Linked DNA regions of Zea mays: region 2 is linked to region 1. The links are chromatin contacts, called in public Hi-C maps. All regions are on one chromosome and are shown on one strand. The core of a region is the stretch at or near the end of the contact, and the rest is flanking DNA. Distances in the headings are between cores, read along the strand shown.

Region 1 (2,630 bases), core at 83-2,582:
CAATTTTCAAAATCAACTCTATTGCTTAAAGACTTGTGAGATGATCATTTGTGTTCTTTTGTTGCTCTTGTTGCCTGGATTGCTTTCTCCTTCCTATTCTTATTTCTCTAAGTGCTTTGTAAAGCTAGCAAGAGACACATAAGTGTGTGGTGATCCTTGCGGGGTCTTTGTGACCCAATTGATTAAGGAGAAGCCTCGACCGGTCTAAGTGACCGATTGAGAGAGGGAAAGGGTTGAAATAGACCCGGCCTTTGTGGCCTCCTCAACGGGGACTAGGTTCTTTGGAACCGAACCTCGGTAAACAAATCACCGTGTTCACTTGTTGATCTTAATTTGATTTGTTTCTCCTCTTTCCTCTCTCTCTAAAGTTTCCTTGCTAATATTGGTTTGAGCTTGCTCCCAAAGCTATACACATCAATTTGAGCAACTCATAGCAAGGGAAACAATCTTCCGCACTCCAATTTAATTCTAACGCTAACCCCGACCTTAGTGCATGTTTAAAGTTTGTAAATTTCAGGTTTCGCCTATTAACCCTCCTCCAGACGACTTTCAATTCCGACTACACCGACCCCTAGCTTTCGTAGACTGGGGCTCGGTGCAGTCGGTCGTGTAGTGCCATGCGGAAGGTCTACGCACTCAGGTCTAGCTCGATAGGCCATAAGTGCATCACAGTCCGAGGGTGCGCGGGCCATTAATGCGCCGCAGTCCGGAAGCTTGTACGTCATGAGTGCTATGTGTCGTGAGGGGTACGTAGGTCATGAGCGGGAAGCAGACCGGCGCCTACGCTGTGGCTCGGTGCTAGACGTGGTTAATACGACCAATCATTTATGGTGGGTCAGTCTGGGGACGGACACATGATTTACTCGAGTGGTTCTTTTCCGACACGCTCGTCCTCACTTGTCATAGTCCGCCATGTCCGGCCCGAGGCTCGGTGCCGTGGGATTCGACCGGGGGAGATCCTTCCAAATTTGGCGCACCTACCTATTCTGACTGACTAACGAACCCCAGCGATCATGGGCTCTTTTTTCGGTGTGCTCACTTACCTACATATCAATTAACAATTAGGTCGCTAATAATTAACTAGCTAATTTAACTAACAACTTGTTAGGGGACTAAGGTCTTATTTAGAACAAAGTCCCCCCCCCCCCCAATTCTACGTTTTTTCTGTGTTTTAACTAATTTCTATAAAATTTCTAAGAAACCTCTATACAATTTCTGTAAAATTCATGCGTTCTAAATTGGCCATAATAATTAACTTCAGAGAGAGGTAGAGGCTAGAGCTTACCTCGTTCACATATCTGAGCTGAGTCGAGCCAACGAGCTGCAGCCCAGCAGAACGCGGAAACCTGGCGGCCTGTTCTTCCCCTTGCCCTCTCGAATCTCGAGTTCTGTCCCTGCCCCTGGCATCCTCGCTACCGCGGCCTTCCTCCCCCTCCCTCCCCCTCCCCTGATCGCATCCACCCTGAAACCCTAGCGGCCTAGCCCCCGGTCATGGCGCGGCGGTCGACCCCTCTCCTACGCCGCCTCCTCGCCCCATCGCCTTCCCCCTCCGCCTCCACTCCCCTCGCCGGCGCCGTGTCCCGCCGCACCGTCACCTACATGCCTCGCCCGGGGGACGGCGCCCCGCGCGGCGTCACTCTCATCCCGGGCGACGGCATCGGGCCCCTCGTCACGGGCGCCGTGCGGCAGGTGATGGAGGCGATGCACGCGCCGGTCTACTTCGAGACATACGAGGTCCGCGGCGACATGCCCACGGTCCCCGCCGAGGTCATCGAGTCCATCCGCCGCAACAAGGTCTGCCTCAAGGGCGGCCTCGCCACCCCCGTCGGCGGCGGTGTCTCCTCCCTCAACATGCAGCTCCGGAAGGAGCTCGACCTCTACGCCGCGCTCGTCAACTGCTTCAACCTCCCTGGTCTGCCTACCAGGCACGACAACGTGGACATCGTCGTCATTCGGGAGAACACTGAGGGCGAGTACTCAGGGCTCGAGCATGAGGTAGTTCCTGGCGTAGTCGAGAGTCTCAAGGTATGGAAAATTCCATGTATTGCTCTACCTTTGTTGATGTAATGTGTGACACGCTGGCAGCTGATACGTGCATATGGCCAGATGTGCTAAGCTTATAGATACTGTGAGTCTGTGACACCGTTACTGATTCTACTGCTCTAGTTACTGGTAGAATTATACACACCCAGTCTCCAGATGAGCTGGCGAACACATGCATGATGATAGAATTATATCAGGAAGTTGAATCTGCAATCTTGTATTGTATATATATATATTTTTGTAACACCCCGTCCAATCCCTGGACCGGCGGTACTTACTCCTGGCAGCTCTCTAGGATGATATATTGTCCCCACAGACCAACACGAGTCTTTTGTGCGCACTTTGTCCTCACTCATGCGCACCCGAGAAAACTTCCCGGTCGGTCACCCATCCCAAATTGCTCTAAGCCAAGCACGCTTAACTTGGAGGTTCTTTCTAGATAGGCTTCCGAAAAAGAAGATGCACCTTGTTGGTATGATTACACTATTAATTCTATTAAGCCTTGGACCAGGACATCCCATCCCAGGGGCTAGGATATCACAATCCACCCCCCTTAGAAGACCGACGTCCTCGTCGGTCAACCCCAA
Region 2 (2,630 bases), core at 87-2,586, 170 kb before region 1:
GCCCCATTGGTCATGGGGGTCCGGGCTAGTCTAGCCTGATCATCGGGTCACACTTAGGCCACAGGTGTGCCACAACGGGATAGCCCAACATGTCCCTTTTTGTCATGCATATATCTATATTATAGTTAGTATAATGTAAAAAAACAAAAGGTATGTGTGTTATGTTGGTTAGATGTGTTTAAATAACTCTTTAAAGCTAGCAACTATGGTTTAAATCATACATATACACATTTTTATTTTATTTTTATTTAAACGATATGGGCCTTCTAGGCACGTCGAGTGTGACGGGCCAGTGAGATGACACATTATAATTACTGGTCTAGCAGGCCGTACCTAGGTCTTTCTCGTGGGCCAAGACTAAGGGTTGGCCCGTTGGCTAATCTGTACGGTACCGATACTGTCCTAATTCATTTGAACACCTGTAGAAGAGGGGAATTTATAATTGAGGAGGAATGTACTCATGCGGTACACCAGGGGAATTGTTTTGTTGTGCTCAGCGATAGATTTCAACGCAACGGTGAGCCAGTTTCACTAAAAAAAGGGGGGGGGGGGGGGGGGGGGGGGGGGGAAGGCCACATCAAAGGCGAGGTGCTGACGAGCAGAAGATGCTAGCAGTGACGCCAAGTCCAGCAGCTAGCAATGAAAGGGTACTCGGGATTTAACAATGCCTAGAGACGGCATCATCCCCTCAATAATCCGGTGCTCTCTTTTTGTTTATTCACCAGTTGGCGTAGCTATATACACATGTCTGGTCTGACGAACAAATCAAGGGATCGCTAGCTCGGGCTAGCCTTCCTATCACTGTCATGACATGTGCTCTGCCTCTGCTGGTTGATAAGCCGTGCGCCTTCTCGCTAATTCTTTCTTGTGCTAGAGGCGAGTCAAACAAACGCTGCACCTCGTAGCCCTTAATCTGCGCTAAGGGTCACATGACCCTGTTCCCTATCGCTAGTTACCAACGACCCATTCCCCCTGACAGATACTTACGACGCGTCCGTACGCGGCAGGCCTCGGCAGTTCGGCATCACCAGCACCGGCGCCGGCATTCGCCCCCTGCCAGCCGGTTCGCAGATTCGCAGGGCGGAGTCGGCCGCAGTTGCCGCATCCCAAACGCCCGGGAACCTTTGGGGCCCCTCTACGAGCAAATGAAGTTGCTGCCCCTGGCTTCGTAAAGCTCTGACTTTTGATCACTTGATTGGCAGTCGTACTCCTCGCTCATAGGCCGACACGGCCGCAAAGTCAACTACCCGCTCCGCCATCCTTCAACCCCCGCCACGCGCCTATATATGTTCGCGGCCATGTCCGTACTAGTCCTCCAACCCACAAGCCACAACCCCGAGCTCAGATCCCTCGCCTCGTGTCGTGTCTCCGGTCGACGACGACCAACAGCCAGTGTGGGCCAGACGGACACCGCCGAGCTATAGCGCTTGGTGATAGCAAGGGACGACCGGCGGCCGGACCGGAGCACGTACGTACGTACCGCAGCGATGGCTCGGCAGCAAAGCGTGCAGGCCTTGTGTGTGCTGGCGGCGCTTCTCTTCGCCGCCTCCCTGCCGTCGCCGGCCGCCGCGGGGGTGCACCTCTCCTCGCTGCCCAAAGCGCTCGACGTCACCACCTCCGCCAAACCCGGCCAAGGTGCGCGCGCGTTCCGGCCCGGCTCATAGTCATAGCCAAAGGATTAGCACTTTGATTACTTGCTCGGTTAATTCATAGTCCTATTCTTCTCTATGTTTGAAACCCCCCTTTAGATTTGTTCATTCACAATCAAGGAGCTAGCTGATTAAAATACACACGATTGCCATAAAATATATGCTTCTCGCAGTCCTGCACGCCGGCGTGGACTCGCTGACGGTGACGTGGAGCCTGAACGCCACGGAGCCGGCCGGCGCCGACGCCGGGTACAAGGGCGTGAAGGTGAAGCTGTGCTACGCGCCGGCGAGCCAGAAGGACCGCGGGTGGCGCAAGTCCGAGGACGACATCAGCAAGGACAAGGCGTGCCAGTTCAAGGTCACCGAGCAGGCGTACGCGGCGGCGGCGCCCGGCAGCTTCCAGTACGCCGTCGCCCGCGACGTCCCCTCGGGCTCCTACTACCTGCGCGCCTTCGCCACGGACGCGTCGGGCGCCGAGGTGGCCTACGGCCAGACGGCGCCCACCGCCGCCTTCGACGTCGCCGGCATCACCGGCATCCACGCCTCTCTCAAGATCGCCGCCGGCGTCTTCTCGGCCTTCTCCGTCGTCGCGCTCGCCTTCTTCTTCGTCATCGAGACCCGCAAGAAGAACAAGTAGAACGAGTTGCGGCTGCGCGCCATACATGCATACATGTAAATCGTCGGCGGCGATGAGTGGCTGTCGTTGCTGATTCATTGGTGCGCGCGACTATTTTGGTGTATCATGTAAGTTACTTTTCTGCAGTGTGTGCGTCAAAATTACCAAATAATAACTTAAGTTTCTCTGCTGATCCGGTTTTCGATTACGAATGGAGGGGCTCAAAATATATATAGTCTGCTCGAAAGTGGATTATATTGCCCACTTATTACAAATTTATTTATTTCTAGTTTATTTTGCAGTAATCATTGAAAAGGCCAGCCCAGCGTCTCTCTTCGATTTAAGTAAACAATAGCATAAAATCC

What was found. Hi-C and Micro-C count contacts between places; a contact is called where the count stands out from the background.
Region 2: a contact with region 1 is called in a Hi-C map of leaf, with 6 times the contacts expected there. The contact joins the promoter of LOC778437 here to the promoter of LOC100272953 in region 1. A contact is called at or near these places in 2 of 25 Hi-C or Micro-C datasets (both in leaf).

The regions. Positions count from the first base shown.
Region 1 is chr5:184,258,088-184,260,717 of Zm-B73-REFERENCE-NAM-5.0, reverse strand. It overlaps LOC100272953, which reads left to right and starts at 1,332. Exons shown (of 4, transcript NM_001147405.2): 1 at 1,332-2,025. The coding sequence starts at 1,492.
Region 2 is chr5:184,432,604-184,435,233 of Zm-B73-REFERENCE-NAM-5.0, reverse strand. LOC778437 (high affinity nitrate transporter) reads left to right here and starts at 1,336. Exons shown (of 2, transcript NM_001112459.2): 1 at 1,336-1,635; 2 at 1,823-2,453. The coding sequence starts at 1,488. The coding sequence ends at 2,286.